Regions from separate parts of the Mus musculus genome. Here region 2 is linked to region 1. A link is a contact called in public HiChIP or PLAC-seq data. All regions are on one chromosome and are shown on one strand. Each heading gives the region's core, a stretch centred on a gene start, on an enhancer-like site or on the middle of the called end of the contact. The rest is flanking DNA. Distances are from core to core; before and after follow the strand shown. Region 1 holds the start of 3110039M20Rik (RIKEN cDNA 3110039M20 gene). Region 2 has its middle 37 kb from the start of Gm40419.

Region 1 (6,033 bases), core at 2,586-5,085:
AATATTTTTGATAAGGTTGGCCAAGTACTCTTTTTTTTCTCCTAAGAAAACATTGCCAGCTTTTAAAATCACATTATTAATTATAGAAATTATTGAAGTATTAAATAATAAAATTACCACCTTATTCTTGCTCTGAATTTTTCAACACTCATCCCAGTCTCTAATTATTCATTCAGCACATTTTAATAGAGCAAACACAATAGTTCTTCCTATTATCAAAGTTTCCTCAGATACTGGAATTCTATTAGGTTCAAAGATTCTTTGGCTACCTGTAATATAGCGACGGAGAAAGGTGTTGATCCCCCAATAGGCATGAACACGCTCTCTCCTGAGACTACATAAGCTTTATGAAAGAAAAAAAGAGGAAAATCTGCACTACTTCAAGGCTATTTTGTACCATAAGTGCAAAACGAACATATATCAGACTCAACAAAATAGCTATACTTTAGATTTCTAGAATGTACCTCTAAAACAATGTTGAAAGTTTCCATATAGCTAATTATTCGTTTGTGAGAAATTCTTAGCAGGCAGAGGTGTGTATTTGGCTTCTGAATACTAATGGGAATTCTGTTCATATTTTTTCATCTATGAGCCTTATTCACAAGTTTGAAAAAGAATTTCCAACTTATAATGCTCAACTTAGAAATAACATCATTGCACATCAGCCGTGAATTGATTATTTTTATAATACTGCACAATCAAGGATTTTTCTTGACTCCTGCCATACCCGTCTAGAGCCAAGAATTCAGGGGCAACCAGACCCAAAGGAAAAATATCATCAGTTATTGTTTAGGGCTAATTTAACAGATAATTTAACTTCAAACAACAATGATTAGGTCATTAAATTTCAGAGTCATGAGAAAATGAAAGAACCAACCGAGAGACAATTCGCTCTAACCCCATTACAGTTTTCAGTCTTCCTATTCAATCAAATTAAAACAAACAAACAAACAGTATCTGCCTAAGCAGGAAGATACCTTTGCTCCTTAAAGCACACAAAGAGGGAAGCAATAACAGGAAATGAGGAGGAGGAACGAAAACGAAGGTGTCTATTTCAACCCGGGATTCTATAAATATAGGAGAATTCAACTTTAGCCGGAAAATGAATATCCAAACGTGTAGTTATTGAACATGCTCTTTAGTAGCCACCCGAAGTTTGCAAATTTCGCCAAGAGCTATATGCTCTTTCCTCCTGTGAGGGCTTTTCCGCAATGTCAAAGACTCTGAAATGCTCTAGGCCACAAACCCGGAAAAGATGTAGGCCATTCCATCTCTCCTTACAGACTTACATGCAGAATTCTGAGTTATTTGTTATTATCTTAAGTATCTTCTCAGATCACGGTCTCGGGATTTCCGCCTATTTTAAGTTTTGCTAAAGGGCCAGGATGCAGCAGCGATGTGGAAGCTTAACAACTATGCTTGACTGTTATAAGAGGGAGGTGCAGGTGGAAGCATCCCGCTGCATTTCTCATCTCTTCCCTTCAATTCTTCCAAAAGGAAGATGATTCCTAGCGATTCTCCGCGCTTCCGCGGTAATCTGCTTCCCAGCCCGCTTTTGTCTCCCTAACTCCATGCTGCTCCTAGCGTTCAGGAAATTTCCTACCCGAATAACAGAGGCGAGGGCAATAAACCAGAAGGAGATAGACTATTGAAAAATCAGTTTTACCAACTACCGGGTGAGTGCTGAGATCTGAAACTGCACCCCATAAACAAAGACTAACTAACAGCTTCTTAGAAGTAGGGAAAGGATCTTAGACGGCTAAGAAGGAAGGGTAAGGTAGGGGAGCCTGCGTCCGCAGCTCTGGGAAACCAGTTCCCCAAGCGGCGGCGGTGTCCTGGGCTAGAGCGCCCTCGCGTTGCTGCTCGCCAGCAGCGCGGCTCATTGGGCAGGGAGGCCCGCAAGTGCTATCTGAACGCGGGCCCAGAACAGGCCTTGCAGCCGAGCAGCCCCAGCTAGCTCTACTGCCTGGTCCATGTTCTAATAGCATGTTCTGTTGTTAGTCCCTAACCCGAGACCTCAACTCCGGACCGAGTCCTGCCGCTCTACTTGGAGTCCAGCCCAGCGCCCTCGACAAAGCCAGTCCGAGTCCATAGTCCCAGGGCAGGCCATCCCGACACCGCAGCCCGGCCTCTCTCCGGAGCTTCGGGAGGAGTCAGCCAGAGTCTGGCGCGCTCGCAGCCACCGTGGGACAGCCAGACTCTGGAGCATACAACGCTGGCTCCTAAGTGTGCATTAAAAATCAATTATTTTCCTGAGATTTCCAAAGCCGGGAACTGAGCTATTCCCAACAGGGACAAAGTCAAGCCCAGAACGGTGCTCATTTCCCTCGATTTTTTTTTCCTCCTCTGTGAGACCAAGAAGTCTCCTTCTCTCAAGTGGCTCTGAACTCGACCTGCACCAGATCCGCTTAGTCCTGTAGAGACCATAGCTTGTCGCAGCCAAAGGAACTGAGGAAAGAGGGCCCGCACTGGGTGAGGCTGGCAATGCCAGTGTGAAAGTAGAAAAGAAAGCATGAGAGAGAGAGAGAGGGAGAGAGAGAGAGAGAGAGAGAGAGAGAGAGAGAGAGAGAGAGAGAGAGAGAGAGAGAGAGATTGGTTCTTAATGATATTAAAAAAAAGTCTTTATGCCAACGATCCCAGGTTTGAACATTAAATTTCCTTGTTCTCTGAAGCAGCCATGAAATTCAGAAATTTCTCCATTAAACGAAATACCTTACACTTCTGTACATACTAGAGTATCCCATTGCCTTCTCCATATAAATTTATCTTCTTTTTTTCCTTCTTTGAAATATCTAAATCCTCTTTACCTAGGCAGCCACCATGATTTCTGCCCACGTGGACAAATCACGCATTCATCCACCTATGGCTGTGAGAATCTACTCGCTTGGAACAATTTCCAAGTGGGAAAAAAGAACACTTAAGCCTCCAAGAGTCTAGATTTAAGGGTACATCCACAGTAGCCTGTGGGACACGCTAACCACCCACCACCACGTGCGGCAGGGAGACTTTCACTTACCGATCTCCTGGTGAGAGTGTTCACAGTTCTCAAGTCCTCAGCAGCCTTCCGATAACATCGAGCAGAACCTTGGATTGGGGGGTGGGGTGGGGGCACCAAATCGGGAGGGAGGGAGGAAGACAAAACATAACACTACGTCATATATTCCGCAGCCCAGCGCCCCTGGGCCTACATTTCCTGGACAAAGTCTTCAAGAACTGAGTGGGGGAAAGGGCCAATTTAGGAGCTGGAAACTAAAAGATAGCTTGGTTTTAACTATTGGAGCTTAGGGGAGGAGTTCCTGGAGGAATGGTAAAGCAGGGCAATTGGGGTGAGAGAAAAGAGGGAAATTGGAAGCAAAAGAAAAATCGAAAATGGATTTTCCAGCTATCTGGAAGATCGCTAACACCCTTTAACTCTTACAGTAGGAAGAACTCAGTCATATTGTTGCTAAAGAGAATTTAGATGACCACTACTCTTTTTGTAACTTCAGGATCCGGCCTTGAGTAGAAGTATAATGAGGGGAAATTTTAAAACTCAATGTTTACCTACCCTGCTTCTTAGAAGGGCTGTGCAGATTTTCCTCTGGAGATTTCCGTCTGTCTGGGAGAAGCTGGAGTATGGCTGGGGACAGGGTTATCTGCTGAAGTAGGAATGTACAGGAACCCCGCCCCTCTAGACACAGTTACACAACCTCAGCAACCCATCTCAGCCAGCACTGAAACCTGCAATGATCTTCACCGTCACCGTTTGTTAACCTAATTCTCCAACAGGCTTTTAGCCTTAAAAAGAACCAACTATATTAGCTACTCACAAAATTAATTTATCAAAATTAAAATTATTTCAATGCATGCAAAATCCTCAATGACAAAGTAGAAAATACATGTTGTAAAAATCAAAATTTTATATAGACTTCTAATATATTTTATGTGCCCATCTCTTTGGGGTGAAATATGTACCAACTTGAATACATATTATAATCAATACACTTCAGGACAGATTTTTTTTCCTTTCTGCTCTTGCTATGATTCCAGCCATAGAAGACACGGGAAGACTACCTTCACTATCATCAGGACACTTGTACAGAACAGTTTTAGACTAACTTGATTTCCAGTATTGCAATTACAGAAAAAAATATTTGGAAGAAATTCCCTGTCTGTTGCATTTTAAATCATTTCCTTGTGTTTATGTACTAACAGTTTCATTAACTTCCAATTATGTCAATTGAAATACTAAATCTGTAATATTACAATTTGGAGTTTTAATTTTTAAATCGTGATCATTTTCAAAAAGGTCAGTCTTTACTTCATTTTAAGCAATATAAGTCTACGCAAAAATAATCTCCAAAGAGTTTTAGAAGTGTTTGTCTGCACTGAACTTACTGCAATCAGCAAAAAGTTGGTGACAATACACAGTAAAACACTGTAACAGGTCTGAAGCAAAATTAAATGTATCAATACTATAGCAAATTGTCATTTTTAAAAGAGGATATCCTGAGGGAGGGTCAATCATATAAAAATTAATGAAATAAAATATGTTCATAGACTGGGCTTCAAAAAGGCCTCTACCAAATTATATATATATATATATATATATACACTCATTCTTGCTTATGTCTAGGAAGCCTAATAAACAAACTTCCAATCACATCGTCTATATTAGTAAATTAGACATGGGCTAAAGCACACTTGTACTCCAATATCTAGTTCCATAAATACAAAAAGTCAACTTCATTATGGACTTGAAAGTACAAAAAATATTGCCATTGAAATTATATTTCTCTATATTTTAAATAAACATTTTATAAAATTATAAATAAGTATGGAGTGTTCATTTATGCTGTCCAGAGAGCAAACACTCACCAACGAAATGTTTCTTAAATATCTAGATCTATTAGTTTTACTATGTGAATTCAGCTTTCCTTTCAACTTTTGATAGTTAATACTGTGTTTCCTCCGTGGTAGTACATACTTATTCCATAAATAAAGCCCATAGCAGAAGCAAGCAATAGTCATCCTATTTTTCCTCCAATCTAAATGTAGGCCTTTCCCTGTTTGTCTCTCAGCTATGCAATGAAGATTTCTTTGCCTAAGCCCACATTCCCTGCCTCCCCCCTTACTTGTGTGTGTGTGTCTGTGTGTGTGTGTGTGTGTGATTCACTTTTAAAAAACTGTTAGATTAAAAAAAAAGACTTATATCTAAGCAAAATCTATTCTCACATTAAGATGGAGATAATCAAACTAGTCTATTTTGCCCATCTCTCTCTGTTCAATTTGATTCCAGCTTTTTAAAATTTCATAAGATCTCTCTCCCCTCTTCCCCGCTTTCTCCCCTTCTCCCTTCTTCCTTTCTCCAATTCACAACCCAGCCATCCCCATTTCCCAACATCAGCTATTCTAAATTTAAAATCAATTTTAGCCAACCTGCTTCTCTACTGGGTTCACTGCCCCTCTTCCCCTGAGCAACTCTCTAAGTGTTTGCTGATAACATCTTAGGGACAGATTATTTTTCACTGGACCCATTGTAAAAAGTGGCCAGCTTATTGCATTACTGCAGAACACATTTCAGACTATACAAATGTAACAAATGAACAACTTGCCTTCCACAGAATCACCACAGGATCCAATTAATTACTAAACCTTTAACTCAGGTTTTCTAATTATTTTCTGGAATTATAGTGAGTGGGCTATTTGAGACAATTTGGAAAAGTTTTCATTTTCATATGTATGCATATGTATACACTTAATATATCTCATATATATGCATATTGTAGTTAAAACCAAAAATTTGTTCTGTATAAGCAAAAGAAACACATCTGTAAATTAAATTATACAAATATATTAAAAAGCTAATCAAACAAGTACCTCTATGATGTAAAAATGGAGGGGGAGATAGGGCTATTTTACTGTGAATAACTAGACTTTTAAATTGATGTAATTAAAAATATAAATATCAACATCCGTCTATAAATCATTACAACAGGTGATCACTTCAGTAACTCTATAATCCAACTCAGCAAATCTTTATTAGAATTCTTT
Region 2 (6,033 bases), core at 892-3,391, 770 kb before region 1:
TCAACAAATCTCTTTGCTTCGTGAATGCCTTTATTCATTGAAGTATCTTCTTGCTAGCTGTTCTGGTGACTTAGAAGACAGTGTTGTGCATTGATGATAACGTGCCTCATGTTGTGCTTCTGTAACGTAATCGGTGCTTCAAGCTGAGAAACCATGGTGGGATAGTGGACAGCATTGTGTCATAAAATTGGTACCAGTTGCACTCTCTTGGCAGGCTACATGTTGGTATGTACTCTGATAACTGATAGTATAGTAATGTAAAAAAAAAAAAAAAAAAAAAAAAAAAAAAAAAAAAAACAGAGAAAAATCTCCCAGGACTTCTGAATAGACAATATTTCTGCCCTCACTCTGCTAGCCATTGAATTGTGTTTGGTTTCTGCCAGACCTCCCCCACCAATATATTTCCTTGTTCAATGATCCTGCACATCTGTACATATTTGAAGTTTACTGCCCAATAGTATTGTACTATGTGTCAGCTCTTCCACCAACTTTCCAATTCACACCGTTACTTATTTTTCTAAACTTAGCAATAGTATTCCAGGATTCTTGATCAGTTCTTGAATGGAATTGTCTCTAAAATAGATGTGCAAATGTGTAAATCTTTCAGACATATAAATATTTCATACCTATTACTCAATGATGATATATCCTTTATTTATGGCATACTTATTTTGAGTGTTAAACTTCATGAAACAACTTTCTGTATGAATTATGTAACACACTCTTCTCCTTTAACCTCTAAAAACCACAATACTAGGGTTCCTGAAATTGAGACCTTCTTGGACTGTTGGGAGAAACTCCACTTTTCACAATATATATTTTTCCTTTACATATTGCTTTTATGAATTTGATAATACTGGCTTATAAACACTTATGACAATGAAACTTACCTGTGTGCACATCACTTACTTATTTTAGTTGAAGAGTCACAAAATTGTATATAATGACTTTGAAGGTTTCCTTCTATCTTTAGTGTCCTTTTGTAATTCATAAAGATACATTAATAACCTATTCCTTCAAGACTTGACCATTTTTATTTATTTTACTTTCTTAATGAGTGCTTTAAGTTTTGCCATTTGTCTATTATCTTGTTGTTATCTATTGCTCCCAGAATCAAATCCATACTCACATAATAAGCTTATCTTTAGTTTAAACATAAATATAATATTCTCTTATCTATCTTTTTTTTAATTTTTTTTAAAAAGATGCATCATTGTCCCATCCAGAACAGTGCATTCTGGGAGGAGTGAGATTTACATTTATTTTTGTGACCACTTTAGTTTCTGTCTTGCTGGTGGATTTTCTCAAGAGCCTGCCAGTTCCTGGTTATCTTTTCATTTGTAAATGAGGTTCTAGGTTGAACACTTCTGGTATCTGAAACAGACTTTCAAGATATCTGTAGACAGCGGAGCAGATGCTAATGGAAAATGAAAGCCTTTTGTGTCATTTCACACTTCTTACTCTCCAGTTATGAGAACAACCAGGCCCAGGGCAGTTTGAGTGAAATGAGAGAGGGTAAAACTTATCTATCTCTTCCTCCCACTCCAAAAATATTTTGTTCTTAAGATTGACAGAAGTTTGTGGTGAACTAGCTCCCTTATCTTTGTTTGAGGTTGAAAACCTATACAATTTCAATGATGTAAGTTAAATTTTCTTTGCTTTCCTTAATGATTCAGTTAGCAGTCATTCTAATATCCACATGATGTTCTCATTTAAGTTTATACACCAGACCTAGGCTTTTGCTCATTCAGAGGAACTTAAGCAGTGTTCATATTCTTGTTTTCTTTGATGTTGACTCATTAACTTACTTTCTAAATTTGTTAGTGTAAAGTTTGGCTCATGGGGCATGTACAAAAGGAGACATACTAAATGCAGCATGATTTTATAGAGAAATTAAGGGAAACAATGATTCCAATTGAATTCCTAAGCTGGTTTGATCAGGTACAAACCAGAGCTGACCACAGTGGAGAAATCACACTGTATGGCACCTTTGTGTCAGAGCAGTAAGCAGCACCTCATGTCACGTGGCACCCAGGCACTTGTCTTTTGTCTTTTCATTGTTAACCTAGGAAGGGACTTGAGGGGAGGCTTGCAGTTCATCTGACATCACTACAACTCATCTTCCGATGACTGTAAATGTGGCTGGACAGAGCAACTTTAAGACCTTTCTGCCAGTTCTCTGTGAGGTTCTGCACAAGCCACACTGTGTCTCTAGTGATTCACAGTCATTGTAGTCAAGTTATTAAATTTCTCCTTGAGTACAGGAGGATTATGAGCAATTTGGCACACAACTCTCAAATACTAGCCTTAAACTATTGGATCTCTCTTTGGCTTCTCACCATTCTGTTCCACTGAGATGAGGTCTCTTCTAGTAAGTTCCCAAATCTTCAAATAAACCACAAACACCTAGATCATGATTACTATCAGATATATTTCCTTTGTCATAGTTGTATGTGCCTCTTATTATTAAAAAATGCAACAGCAACAACTTAAAAGAAGAATGATTCCTCTTGACTGAGTTACTGTGACAGAAAAATATGAAAGTGGAAGTAAGAGATGGGAGGTCATATTGTGTATCTTGGGCTAAAGAGAGAAGAATACGGCAGCTCATAAGATATTTTCATCCCTTTACTCTTTATTTCAGTCTGGGAGCCCAGCTCATGTTTAGGAAAGTTTACTCTTAAACTTCAGGTACCCAGTAGTGTATCTCCTAGGTATTTCTAACATAAGATAAAATAAAATAAAAAGATTAACCATCATAGACTGCAATCAGTTTGCCTTGGCAAACTTAAAACAAAACAGAAGAAATAATATAAAACAATAAATAAACATGTTTTGCCTTTAGAAACTATGGAAGATGGGTAGAAATACGTGTTTTTATTATTTTCTAGAGTGTAAAATATACACATAGTTATGTTATGCATAAAATATCTCAAGGAGAAAATGTATCAAGGAGAAAATATCTTATTCTAGAATCTCTCCTTACTAAAAATGAAGTTAATTTTCAAAGTCACATGAAATTAATAGTCAATTAATAAGTTTATGTAAATGAAGGTTTGTTTATATGTTACACATTGAGAATTCTGTAACTTTCCTCATTTTATTTTCTTTTTTTTCCATTTTTTATTAGGTATTTAGCTCATTTATTTTCTAACTCCATATTAAACCTGATAATTATTCTCCTTTAAATACACTTCTGATATGAACATTACTAATTTGAAAGGAAAATAAGTGAAGTTTTCAGTCTAGCATGCTAACCTATATTAAAGTGATCACAGATTTGGCGGGGGGAGAGGGGCAAGGATTTACATATCGAACCGTAGAAGACATCTGGGTAGAACAGGGAACAGAGACTGAATGGCTTTGCTGTCAGAGTTTCTTCCTTCTTATTCAGTTCAATATTAAGAATGCTGCCTATGTTCTTGATGAATTTCCCACCATCAATTAATCATCTCTGGAGAAGATATCATAAACCCACATAAAAGTAGACGTAATCCTCAAGATATTTCTTATTCCAGTCAAGCTGACAATTGAAATTAAGTAGGACATGTTACTGTTTATCAGGTGAAAATGCCTACCTGCCTTCCATCCCTGATCTCTTTTCAAAACTCAAATTCAGGAAGTCATTGACTTCATAAAACTTTCAGTGGCCTCCCACAACAGAGATTCTTTGAAGTGACCTCTGTGCCTCTGAACAGATGTCAGGAACACACAGTTAATTGACCACCAGCAGTAACTCTGAATTCATCAGTCCACTTAAATCTTCCTTCCCTTAAGAGATGTCTCCTGCCATTTAATCACAACCATGGAGATATTAACACAAATCCTTGTAGAAAAGGATTACATAGTGATAGTTTACAAATGTTAGCATTTATTAGCATCACATAATCAAACAGTTATGTCTTCCTCTTGCCATCTCTCACCATACAAAGCAAATGCCCTTAAGGATATAGCTCTGTCATCTAGTGATCATTTTATCTTGTTTGTTCTATTTTAGTCCCCTTATTTTCACCTTGGAGAAAATAATTATTTTTATTATCATTGGAGCCGAGTCTCAACAACAGAAACAGGAATTTAAACCATGAACAAAAAATGTCAATAAAGGGAAAGAAGAGAAAGGTTACGAAAGCCTCCATCTTGAGCAGTGCATTTACCCACATTGCTGTGATTTTAATTATAAACTGAACTCCCAGGATTCATTTGTGATCAAACTCAACATTAAAAATAGCATCAACAACTTTTTGCTGATTGTCTTTGGTCCAGATTCTTTCAAGAATGGTAAGTCTGATAGGATAATTATAGTTCCGACTAAGTAACTCAATTGATAGCATAACGCACTAAATGAAGACAGGAAGGGGAAAGGAGAGGGGTTTAAATACTTTTTTTCCTTCCTTACATTTTTTTTTTTGTATTTCTAATGACGCTCTATTTTTCATCTCCCAAGACACCTAGTCCTTCCTAGAAACTTGACTGTCATTGTAGTACCTGCAGAGTGATACCACTAACAGACCTGGCTGCGTGTTTCCGAGCAAGAACAGCTGTGCAACAGACTGTCTGCACAGTCCCCATTTCGAGATGCAGCTCAGTTCCCTGACACTGAGGCAGCACCGCACCAGCTGGCTCTGCTCGGCGCACTGCTATTCCTGGATGATTTACCTGTTCTCGGTCCTGTCACCTTACTGTTGCTGCCATCTAATTAAAATTTTCGTTCCTGGATTCACTCTGCTACAAATTTGCAATGCTCTCTGTGTTCTTCCTGAGTCTAAACTGGCCATTTTTACTTTTATGATACATGATTTATTTTTAAATTTATACAAGATGCTTGATTATTTATTTGTGGTATATTTTAGCTCTCTTGTGGAGTCTCGATCAGAGTAATCCTCTTCTAATGTATTCATATAGCGTAAAGATCTAAATTTCCTAATCAAAATCATGTCAGCAAAAGTAGAACTGCTCTTGGGATAACATTTTAGTCTAGAAAATGATTTTCCTTTAAAAAGGATTCAATGGACATGATGACATAAAAAGAAGTGGCAAAATTACACACAATCAGTTCACATAATCAAAACAGCAATGTTTTGTATTCAGTAAGGATTTCTTTTCTACTGTAATAAATGGAACAAAATAGTCTTTTTGGAAATCTGCAACTGTGTTACGGCTACAAATGCAGTATGACTAGCTTTCTATAGAATTAAGGAAGTGGATTTTCAAAACTTCAGAACAAAGAGTCCCTTTGAGACATGATCCCAAAATATGTGGTTTGATAATATCTTATCACTGATGAAAATACTTAACTTAAAGGTTATTAGAGGCGCTATTAAACTAACACGTGTTTATTTTAAAAATAGGAGAGTTTATGGAAGTACATGGAAGTGTTTCATTTTAATCACTAGTTCATCAAGAAGAGATAATGTGTGACCTTAAGGAGTATTTCTGGATTACCAAAGAAAGCTGTTCCTGTTTTGTAAGTTGCATAGATGTCCTTTGTGCATATGTATGTCAGAATGGTATTTTTCCTTTATTTTATAAAGCGAGCTGATTTTCTCAGAAATATTCTACTACTGTGAAAAAAGGAATTGTGTATAGCATATTTTTATTATTCCATAGCCTCTCTATTTTATAAAAATAACTAACCAAGGACTTCACGTAAACCGAGTGAACATCAGTGATTGCCGTGTGGGCCACAAGATTAAAGGAACTTCCTCTTTCAGAGGTGAAATGATAGTCATTTCTATTATCTAAACGGCAATAACCAAAGCAGTTAACATGAACTAGAGTGCACAGATACGACAAATAGCCTGCTTTTTTAATTAAAATATATTTTGATTTATAATCATAAATTAACATATGAAATTATCTTGGTTATACAATCACTTCCTACTCAATAATCATATGAGACTTTGGTCTTTTCTACAGTTTTGTTGGGAGGAACTTGATTTATGCTGTATACGTCTTCAATCTTCGTGGTGAACTGCAGGCTATTCTGGGATCATTATAACATGATTGTAGTACTGCCATAGCTAAGCAACATTA

What was found. HiChIP or PLAC-seq counts read pairs in DNA pulled down with a chosen protein or histone mark.
Region 2: a FOXA1 HiChIP or PLAC-seq map of pancreatic cancer cells shows a contact between it and region 1, with 19 times the contacts expected there. The contact joins the enhancer-like site here to the promoter of 3110039M20Rik in region 1. A contact is called at or near these places in 7 of 39 promoter capture datasets (the 3T3-L1 cell line, the HPC-7 cell line, embryonic stem cells and 2 more), 11 of 115 datasets of contacts at active chromatin or transcription factors (the NIH/3T3 cell line, SST interneurons, craniofacial prominence and 8 more) and 2 of 9 other capture datasets (embryonic stem cells and pancreatic islet).

What each region holds. Positions count from the first base shown.
Region 1 is chr12:49,387,454-49,393,486 of GRCm38.p6, reverse strand. It overlaps 3110039M20Rik (RIKEN cDNA 3110039M20 gene), which reads right to left and starts at 3,835. Exons shown (of 3, transcript NR_026733.1): 1 at 3,548-3,835; 2 at 3,017-3,084.
Region 2 is chr12:50,156,904-50,162,936 of GRCm38.p6, reverse strand. No RefSeq gene overlaps it. Among named protein-coding and RNA genes, the nearest start is that of Gm40419, 37 kb to the right of the region's middle. Within about 2 kb of position 2,141, at least 1 of the 459 cell types and tissues checked has an H3K27ac peak or open chromatin away from gene starts, as enhancers often do. A contact at or near this core is called in pancreatic cancer cells, where this site is marked.